2 separate regions of the Sus scrofa genome follow, and region 1 is linked to region 2. Evidence: chromatin contacts called from public HiChIP or PLAC-seq data. All regions are on one chromosome and are shown on one strand. Each heading gives the region's core, a stretch centred on a gene start, on an enhancer-like site or on the middle of the called end of the contact. The rest is flanking DNA. Distances are from core to core; before and after follow the strand shown. Region 1 overlaps LOC110255634 (a long non-coding RNA gene). Region 2 overlaps LOC110255633 (a long non-coding RNA gene).

Region 1 (5,197 bases), core at 1,762-4,261, 100 kb before region 2:
AAAATGTTTTCAAAAATTGACAGAAAACAAGGGCCAACATAAAATCCTAGACAAAGTGAAAGTAACTTTCAATAATCAAAGTGAAAAGAGGTATTTAAATTTTTTTTTTTTTTTTTTTTTTTGTCTTTTTAGGGCTGCCCCTGCAGGATATGGAGATTTCAGGCTAGGGGTTGAATTGGAGCTGCAGCTGCCAGCCTTACACCACAGCCACAGCCACGCTGGACCCGAGCCACACCTGTGACCTACACCACAGCTCAGGCAATGCCAGATCCCCAACCCACTGAGCAAGGCCAAGGATCAAACCTGCGTCCTCACGAATACTAGTCAGATTTGTTACCGCTGAGCCACGGTAGGAGCATTTTTAAAAGTACAGTTTTTATTTTTCCCATTTTGGCTTGGTTTCTACTTTTCTTTCCTTATTCCACTCACATCAGTACCCAGCCCTGATCCCCTGTGTCTGCATGGTAACAACACAGAAGAATTTCTCTACTGTTGTGATCGTATGAAGACACACACGCACACACAGGCACACCCCTAGGCACAGATTTTTTTTTTTTTTGAGGTACAAAGTGATCATATTATTTTCATATTTCTGCATCTTACTTTTTCCCAGTTCTAATCAATGACACTGATCCAAGTCAACTGTCGTAACCCTAATTTTCCTATTTTCTGAGCTGCATGCTATTCTGCAATGTGTATTACACATAAATCATTTAGCATTCCCTTCACTTCTCTTTTCCACACTCTGAACAATGGGGTGATAAACACCTCTGCAAATGTCCTTTCTTTTTGGTATTTTTTACTTTTAGAAGGGGAATTTCTACCAGATTCTTTTTTCCATAAAAAAAAAAAAAAAAAAATGTTGTGCTGGAGTTCCCGTTGTGGCTCAGTGGTTAACGAATCTGACTAGGAACCATGAGGTTGCAGGTTCGGCCCCTGCCCTTGCTCAGTGGGTTAAGGATCCGGCGTTGCCATGAGCTGTGGGGTAGTTTGCAGACGCGGCTTGGATCTGCGTTGCTGTGGCTCTGGCGTAGGCCGGTGGCTACAGCTCCGATTGGACCCCTAGCCTGGGAACCTCCATATGCCGAGGGAGCGGCCCAAGAAATGGCAAAAAGACAAAAAGAAAAAAAAAATGTTGTGCTGTCCCCCCCCCGGCCCCCGCAAGCAGCAAAGTGCGTGTGGGGAGAGGTAACAGAATCTTGAGGTCAGAGACAGAAAATCTGGTGCCACATTCCATCCCCAGCTCGGCTCCTCATTAGCTGTGCTACCCTGACCCTCAGATTTCCCATCTGTACAACGGAAAACAGCTCTGACCTCATCAAGAGCGTTGGAACTCTGAAATGAATTGCTACCTGCGAGCATTTAGTGCCGGGCACACAGTAAGTGAGGCGGCACTGTTAGCCATGCCTGCTGGTCACATCACAAATGGTGGATAAGCAAGCATCGCCTATTCTTGCAGAATCTATTTTAGACTCCGCGGCTATGCCAGTGAATAAAACTGACAGAAATAGCACTCTAAGGGAGTCTGCATTCTAGTGGAGAAATTTGCTAGTGTTTACAGTTTCAAAACCTTGTTGCTGTTCCGATAGACATAAAGTAATTATCTCCTTATTCCTTTCGATTTGCATTTTCCTGACTACTGATACTTTTGATCACTTCTGTCCTTACAACACTGACACTTTTACTGGCACTCTATTTATATACTTTGAAATATTTTGCCTACTCTTTAAATTTTTAATTATTTTTGTTTCATGTGCATAAGAATGACACTCTTTCCCCACATCTATGGCCTATCTGTTGACTTTCTGTTTGGTATCTTTTTTTTTTTTTTTTTCTTTTCAGGGCTGTACCCATGGCATACGGAAGTTCCCAGGCTAGGGGTCTAAGCAGAGCTGTAGCCATTCGTCTACACCACAGCCACAGCAAGGCAGGGTCTGAGCCATGTCGGCGACCTATACCACAACTTATGGCAACGCTGGATCCTTAACCCATTGAGTGCAGCCAGGGATAGAACCCACATCCTCATGGATACTAGTTGGATTTGTTTCAGCTGAGCCACAATGGGAACTCCCTGGCATCTTTTTTCATGTGATTGTTCCTAATTTTTATATAGCTAACAACAATTTTCATCGTTGCTTTTAGAATAAAAGACGAGGTTAAGTTACATTGTACCAGTAGTTTACAAAAAATTTCCAACAAAGATTTTATTGTTTAGTTTTTCACATTTAAATCTTTAATATATCTGTAATTTTTTGAATTTGGTGATAGGTGTTCCATGTTTTTCTTCTAGAGGAAAAGTAGAATGTGTAGATACTTTTTAAAAAAATTTCATCCCAAATCATAAACAAAACGAAAAGACAACCTTCGGACCAGGAGAAAATTTTGCAAATGATGCAACCGACAAGGGCTTAATTTCCAGAATACACAAATAGCTCATACAACTAAACAACAACAGCAAAAAACAAACAACCCAATCAAAAAGTGGGCAGAAGACCTAAATAGACATTTCTCCAAGGAAGACATACAGATGGGCAACAGGTACCCGAAAAGATGCTCAACACTGCTAATTATTAGAGAAATGCAAGTCAAAACTACAATGAGGTACCATCATTGGCCATCATTAAAAAAGTCTGCAAATAACAAATGTTGGACTGGGTGTGGGGCAAAGGGAACCTTCTTACACTGTTGGTGGGAATATAAGTTCATGCAGCCACTATGGAGACCGGTGTGGAGGTTCCTCAAAAAACTAAAAACAGTTGCCATATGACCAGCAATCCCACTTGTGGACATGTACCCAAACCAAACAATAATTCAAAAAGACACATGCACCCTTATGTTCATAGCAGCACTATTCACAATATGAACGACCAAACATTCTTAATATGGTAAATGTGAGGAATTTAAGAATGTGCTATGCAAGCTCTAAAATAGAAAGCTCATTAGAATCTTCCTGGCTGGTAGCGATATTCTGACTCTCCAACCCTACTCATAGGCGGGTCTATTACACTTCTCTGGTTGCAGCTAAAATCAGCCTTTTTCTCCCCACGTGACTGCCTACTAGCCAGCTATCAAAGCGTTCAGAGAGATTTTAAAAAATAGAAGTCTATTACCCCTGACCTTTATTATTTGACTTTATACAGATTTCTGGCCAACCCATGTGAGATGGTAATGATATAATTCTAATTTCAATGGGTCAATAAGTTAAAGTTTCCAGTCAATCCAGCTGGTTATTCTGTTGGGGCAACTAGTTGGACAAAATTTTTCACCTGTATTAAAGTAACTGAAGTTTTTAGGCTCTGGATTTACCTAACCTGCACATGCTATGTTTGTTTGATCTAGGTTTGGTCTCGTCACAGCCTGTTGGGATTTGGGGACAATATTTAGGCTGTGGCATTTTAGGGTTAATTTCTACAGTGGTTTGAATTCTGTAGCATAAAAAAAATCGAAAGTCAGGAGTTTCCATGTGGCTCAGTGGGTTAATGATCTGATGTTGTCACTGCTGCAGCTCAGGTTGCTGCTGTGGCACCAGTTTGATCCCTGGCCTGGGAACTTCTGCATGCCACATGTGTAGCCAAAAAAAAAAAAAAAAAAAGAAAAGAAAAAGAAAGTTAAAAGAAGATAAAGAGGAAAATAATTAAGGATTTTGATAGGATGTCCCTCTTGCAGCTCCTACAAATAGAAGAAACTCTTAACAGAGTGAGATAAGAATAACATAAAATTTCCATTTTTTTTTTTTCATGGCTGCACCATGGCATATGGAAGTTTCTGGGCTATGGGTCAAGTCAGAGCTGCAGCTGCAGGCCTATATCACAGCCACAGCAATGCAGGATCTAAGCCACGTCCATGATCTGCAACAGCACTCAGGGGAATGCTGGATCCTTAATCCACTAAGTAAGGCCAGGGAGCGATCCTGTGTCCTCACAGGCATTATGTGGGGTTCTTAACCTGCTGAGCCACTACGGGAACTCCAGTTTCCATTTATTCAAAGACTACCGTGTGTCAGGTGTGTTTTTTTTTTTTTTTGTTTTTGTTTTTGTCTTTTGTTGTTGTTGTTGCTATCTCTTGGGCCGCTCCCGCGGCATATGGAGGTTCCCAGGCTAGGGGTCGAATCGGAGCTGTAGCCACCGGCCTACACCAGAGCCACAGCAATGCGGGATCCGAGCCGCTTCTGCAACCTACACCACAGCTCACGGCAACGCCGGATCCTTAACCCACTGAGCAAGGGCAGGGACCGAACCCTCGACCTCATGGTTCCTAGTCGGATTCGTTAACCACTGCGCCACGACGGGAACTCCTCAGGTGTGTTTTTTACATCATCTTACCTATTGCCCCAGGATCCCTATTAGACAAGTATTGTATTCCACATAATAGTCCAGGAAATCAAAGTTCAGAGAATGTCATGCTTTTTGCTTAGTCTTATAATGCATATCTCTGTATGTCTCCTTCTAAAGTCCTCATTTATGCTACTTTCTCCTTTTGATACAATAATTCACATTTAAAGATTAAAATAAATAACTAGCAATCAACTCATGAGCTATAAAGACATTGTTTTATTGAAGAATATGCTTGAAAAGCAAAGTTTAATTATTGGGTTTTTTTCTTTTTCTTTTTTTTTTTTTTTTTTTTTTGGTATTTCTTTGGGCCGCTCCTGCGGCATATGGAGGTTCCCAGGCTAGGGGTCGAATTGGAGCTGTAGCCACTGGCCTACGCCAGAGCCACAGCAACGCGGGATCCGAGCCGCTTCTGCAACCTACAGCTCACAGCAACGCCGGATCGTTAACCCACTGAGCAAGGGCAGGGACCGAACCCGAAACCTCTTGGTTCCTAGTCGGATTCGTTAACCACTGCGCCACGACGGGAACTCCGGGTTTTTTTATTTATAAAATTACACGGTGCATACCCAAGGGCCGCAGTGGCTGCAGTACATCTTTATATGAAAATAATGCTCCCTTTCCTGTGTCAAGTAATGCAATTCTTTCAATTGATCTAAATTGTTTTTGGTTTTGGTTTTTAGCTTCTTCAGGAAACTCTTCTTATTGACAGAATGAAAATCCAGTTGCCTGAAGTGTCTTTGGCAGGAAGGCAGCTCCGGGTTTTGAGAGCTGTCCTCCGGGCAGGTCCCTTGGTCTCTGTTGGCGCTGCAGTTGGAGCCGAGACCTTGCATGGCCTACAGTCCTGTCCAGCCCATGCCCCTTTC
Region 2 (5,440 bases), core at 1,006-3,505:
AAGGGTATTCGTCTAAGTTTTCATGAAGGAAAACCCAATATATGATTTATTTTCTCCTAAGCTTCCATGAAGCTAATTTTTAATTAATCTTTGCACCACAAAGCTGCTGAGACTTTTTTTTTCTATCAATACTCAGGAATCCATATATGCGATGTAAAATTACTTAACATTGTCCATAAACAAACAAACAGTCTACAACCAGAGTCTCCCAATAAGAGAAAACTCGATCACCTAGGGTGAATTTTCACATTAATATTCCTTATCCCCTAGAACCAGCCATTGACTCTTTATTTCTGGTTTATTTCATGCTATCCTCAGAAGTCATTTATATTTTCAAACTTATTTTATATTCTGGTCAGAAACTAGAGTTTGGAAGAAGAAAAAAGAAAAAACCCACTAAATTTATAATGAGAAGCTACAAAAAAGTGGTGGTGTCTGTCTCATCCAGAGGCGCTTTTGAACAAAGGCCTACTTCCCCTTTGGGTAGAAATACCCACCATCTCTTCTGAGATGCCAAGAGAGATGCTATAGAAGCCACTTGATGCCGGCAGTCATCCCCTGAATCGTCCCTGCCTGCAGGGATGCAGGGATGCAGGGATGCAGGGATGCAGGGATGCAGGGATGCTCAGAGGTCCCTCTTTACTCCATCCACCCAAGAGGAGTGGGATCGAGGGAGAATAGGAGACTATACTTGGTAGTTTGCCAGAATGTAAATTCTGACCCAAGCCGCTTGTTAGAAACTGAGCAACAATGACTTTGGGGTCTTCAGGATGCTAGCTGATGCCCCCCAGGTAAATCTTGCATGGGTTCCTGCTGCTTCCCCTATTTTCTTGTTGGGTGACCGGTTACAAGGTCTCAAGAGGTAACTGTTCTCTTTTACACTCATTTTCCTCAGCAATGTGTGGACTCCGTTCCTCTATAGAGAACAGTAGAGTCTTCTGAATAAATATTAATGAAATGGACGGAAGCTCTTCCTCTCTTCGACGTCTTTTATCTTGTTAAGCCCACGGAAAAGTCTTTCTTCAAAGACTCAAAAGAAGGGTATCTCCCGCTTCTTAATAAGCAAACCATCCAAGTGATAGAATCCTGTACCTTAAGAAACAATGCAGAGGAAAACCTCTCTAAATGTGACCTTTCGGGTGACAGGAGGACCAGGAATATTCCAGGTCACAAAATCTGCTGAGGATAGTGAAAATAACAGCTCTTCTTTCTAATTGACAGGTAATTGGCTCCAGCAATGATTAGTCAAATTACCACATGCTTCTTTAAATGGAAAACTTCCAGCAGGTATTTGTTACTGATAGTTACCTGAGTGAGGGGCTGCTTCAAAAAAGAAGGCAGAGGAGTTCCCGTTGTGGCTCAGTGGTTAACGAACCCGACCAGGAACCATGAGGTTGCGGGTTCAATCCCTGGCCTCGCTCATTGGGTTAAGGATCTGTTGTTGCTGTGAGCTGTGATGTAGGCTGGCGGCTGTAGCTCCAATTAGACCCATAGCCTGGGAACCTCCATATCCCATGGATGTGGCCCTAAAAACACATAAAGATAAAAACAAACAAACAAACAAAAAGAAGGCAGAGGAGTTCACGGCAAAGACAAATAGGAGATTGGGTGTCACCATTCACCGAAGATAAATCTGAAATAAATATGAATTCTTCTGCAATTAGACCATAAACAATTAGGGGAAAATGCATTAATAAAAATTGGATTTGCTGTAACTATTTTCTAAAATGAAGCACCTCCGAAACTTCTTCCTTTTTGTAACAGTATCTGCCCCGTGGCCTGTGGCCTCTCCCCAAACAACTGTTAATAGCTTGGTCCCAGGAAAAGCAATACTATATTTCTAGCCTGTGTGGTGGGACTGGTTGCCTAGCATTGCGGTAAATTTTACCAAACAGTTGGCAGAAGGATCAGACCAGCTTGGCTAAATGAATTCAGCCATCACGTAAGACTGCAGGGCATATTAAGAAGGCATGTCCCTCAGAGCATTTGATACTTTCCTGTTACAGCCCCCCATCCCCCGGTATAATGCTTTGGCTGAGCAGGACGTAATTCGATATTAAACGAGGTTCTTGTTAAGTAGATACAATGAAATAATGCTGAGTTTTTGTTGCATTAGCAGAGGTAAATGCATTTTATTAGCACTCATTAGAAGGAGGGAAAACTTGGAGCTAAGGATTCATTAGCCGAAGGCGGCCCCTGCGAGGTAGAGCGACTGAACTGTTTGGGGCCAGAGGAAGGGGACCCGGCCACACGCAGCAGGTTCTGAAAGCCTGGCCTCCCTCCATCCACCCTAAGTCAGATGTCTGAGAACAGTGTGGGGTAGAAATGTTAGCTTCAACCGCGGGCCAGCTGAAAATATGCGTTTCTTTCGAAAGCTGTTAATTTGACAAGAGGCAGAAGCCCCAGAAAGAAAGTACAATCATGATTTATGCTTTAGATTCAAAAGGAAGTCATTTACTTGGGGATTTGGAAAAAATGCTACCAGCTCTCCAATTCTGAAGATACATCATGAAATCTGCTTTTATTCTACGTTGTTGTTAGGAAAAACCACACACACACACACACACACAACACCCCCCCCACACACAATTTCTCTAAAAAAAAATTCCCCCCAAAACAAAATTAATATGACGAAGCTGGGGTTTTTTTTTGGTCTTTTTTTTTTGCCTTTCCTAGGGCCGCTCCCGCGGCACATGGAGGTTCCCAGGCTGGGGATCTAATCAGAGTTGTAGCCGACGGCCAACACCAGAGCCACAGCAACACAGGATCCGAGCCTTGTCAGCGACCTACACCACAGCTCATGACAACGCCAGATCCTCAACCCAAGGAGCAAGGCCAGGGACCGAACCTGAAACCTCATGGTTTCTAGTCGGATTCGTTAACCACTGCGCCATGACAGGAACTCCAGATGAAGCTATTTTTTTGTCTTTTTTTTTTTTTTCTGGGCAGCACCCATGGTGTATGGAGGTTCCCAGGCTAGGGGTCAAATCTGAGCAGCAGCTTTGGGCCTGCACCACAGCCACAGCAACGCTGGTTCCTTAACCTACTGAGCGAGGCCAGGGATCCAGCCTGTGTCTTCGTGCATAAAAGTGGGGTTCATTACTGCTGAGCCACAAAGGGAACTCCATGAAGCTATTTTTGTTTAATCACACTTCACCAAACACAGTTTTAAGCTAAAGGACTGAATGATAATACATTTTCGATAACCTTGGAACATCAGAATCTGGGGGTTTCGTCGTCGTGTCATGTCTCTTCGACGCAGCTCTACAGAGTGTTCGGTTTTATGAAGACATCCAGCTACGGGTCTACTGTTAACTCTTAAGACATCTCTGCTCACCAGCGTCTGTCTCTGGGTTGCCAGCCTCCCACTTCGCATCATCTCCTGGAGCCCTACCCGGGCTGTTCTCCAAACCTAGCGCCAACCAGATCCATCCCTGGTCCTTCCAAGGCCCTCCCTCCCATTCTCCCTCTGGCATCTTCACGGCCATCCTGGGTTGCAACTTCAGCATCATTATTATTGTTTTTTATGTTCCCATGCAGTCAGCTTACTAACTCTCTAGACCTGACCTCTGCAACGCCCTTCGAGCACCCTCTCTTCTCCATCGTCCCTCGGCAGGTCAGCCCTCCCCTGGATGTCACTGGGTCAGTTGCCACAACCTCAACAACGGACAGGGTCTCTCTTCCTGTTTTCCTCCAGGACACTCCATCTTACTCACAGATGCCAGAGTCATTTTCCAGGATCACAGCTCCAAATGGGCAGCTTTTCTTGCCTGAACTCTTCAGTGGGCTTCTACTGTTTTGTCAAATGAGTGTGATGTCATCTGTTGCAGAGCTGTAAAGCTCAAAGAAGTTAACAGAGCCAGCCCACACCCAGCGGTTAGCTCAGAGGGAGAGCTCGGCAGTGGGTAGCTTTGATAACCTGTTGTCCACACCCTTGCCGCAACCAAGCTGAACTGCGCATGCTCGCCGTACGTGCGGCCTGTGGCTCCTTTTCCTTCCCTGCTCTCGTTCAGATCGCTTGGCCGGGAGAACACTGTCCGCGTCCCCCCACATTCAAATTGGATTTAGTCTCTGAGACCCACCTCCAGGGAAGGGGTACATGTCAAGGACTCCTCCTGATCTCAGCAACTCCAGCCCTTCAGTGAGAGTTCTTTAATTATTCTTGTGACTTTCCTTTTTTTGGGTCTTTTTGGGGCCGCACCTGAGGCATACGGAGGTTCCCAGACTAAGGGTCCAATCGGAGCTGCAGCTGCTGGCCTACGCCACAGCCACAGCAATGCCAGATCCAAGCTGCCTCTTTGACCTACACCCCAGCTCACCACAATGCCAGATCCTTAACGCACTGAGCGAGGCCAGGGATCGAACTGGCATCCTCATGAACACTAGTTGGGTTCGTTAACCACTGAGCCATGACGAGAGCTCCTATTCTTGTGATTTATTTTCTTTCTTTCTTTCTTTCTTTCTTTCTTTCTTTCTTTCTTTCTTTCTTTCTTTCTTTCTTTCTTGTCTTGTCTTCCTTCCTTCCTTCCTTCCTTTCTTTCTTTTGTGTGTGTGTGTCTTTTTGCCTTTTCTAGGGCCACTCCCGCGGCATATGGAGGTTCCCAGGCTAGGGGTCTAATCAGAGCTGTAGCCTCCGGCCTACGCCAGAGCCACAGCAACATGGGATCTGAGCTGCGTTTGCAACCTACACCACAGCTCAGGGCAACGCCAGATCCTTAACCCACTGAGCAAGGCCAGGGATTGAACCCACAACCTCATGGTTCCTAGTCGGATTCATTAACCACTGCGCCACGATGGGAACTCCTCTTGTGATTTTTCTTGTGTTTGCTGAGTACTAAAATTTAAGGAAAAGATTTTTATCTAATTTATCCGTATGTCTGTTCTGTCATTATGCTTATCAGACATCTGTCTCCAAGGACTGCAGCCTGCAACTCTGCACAGTGCAAGGAATTGGTGCTTGCCTCTGTCCTCTGTTCATCTTACCTATGTGCAGAAATGAGTGCAGTGAAACCTGAGATGAAGTAGAGTTTGTGTTTGATGGAGCAGCACTTAATGCTCCGATGCCCACATTAACGTGCACAAGTCAAGCAAACACTTTCTTCCTCTTCTATCTACTTGTCTGAGAAGGTCCACAGAAGCAGCCGAGGTTCCCTTCCATTACTGTAGGAAATATATTTTGGTTACTGCCTTGTACATCTTTTTTTTTTTTTATTGTAATGAAGAGAGCTTTAGCAGGGGAGATTTTCCTATGCACTTGCACCCTTTTTTAGCTCCCCTGCACCATCCTGTGTGTGCTGCAGAGAGCTCTGGCATCTCATACAGGACCTTCCTTGTGGGCTCGTTCAGACCATGTACACGGAATAATAAAAATACTCGGGAATTTTCCAGTTACAATCTTTGATTCTACAAACCACGATCCTATAACCTCACTTTTAGCTAT

What was found. HiChIP or PLAC-seq counts read pairs in DNA pulled down with a chosen protein or histone mark.
Region 1: a contact with region 2 is called in an H3K27ac HiChIP or PLAC-seq map of skeletal muscle. The contact joins two enhancer-like sites. A contact is called at or near these places in 3 of 47 Hi-C or Micro-C datasets (liver, psoas muscle and skeletal muscle) and 1 of 2 datasets of contacts at active chromatin or transcription factors (skeletal muscle).

The regions. Positions count from the first base shown.
Region 1 is chr10:10,843,400-10,848,596 of Sscrofa11.1, reverse strand. All of the region lies in intron 4 of LOC110255634 (a long non-coding RNA gene), which reads right to left. Among named protein-coding and RNA genes, the nearest start is that of DUSP10, 60 kb to the left of the region's middle. Within about 2 kb of position 3,011, at least 1 of the 83 cell types and tissues checked has an H3K27ac peak or open chromatin away from gene starts, as enhancers often do. A contact at or near this core is called in skeletal muscle, where this site is marked.
Region 2 is chr10:10,738,081-10,743,520 of Sscrofa11.1, reverse strand. The region is part of intron 1 of LOC110255633 (a long non-coding RNA gene); the gene reads right to left. Among named protein-coding and RNA genes, the nearest start is that of DUSP10, 170 kb to the left of the region's middle. Within about 2 kb of position 2,255, at least 4 of the 83 cell types and tissues checked have an H3K27ac peak or open chromatin away from gene starts, as enhancers often do. A contact at or near this core is called in skeletal muscle, where this site is marked.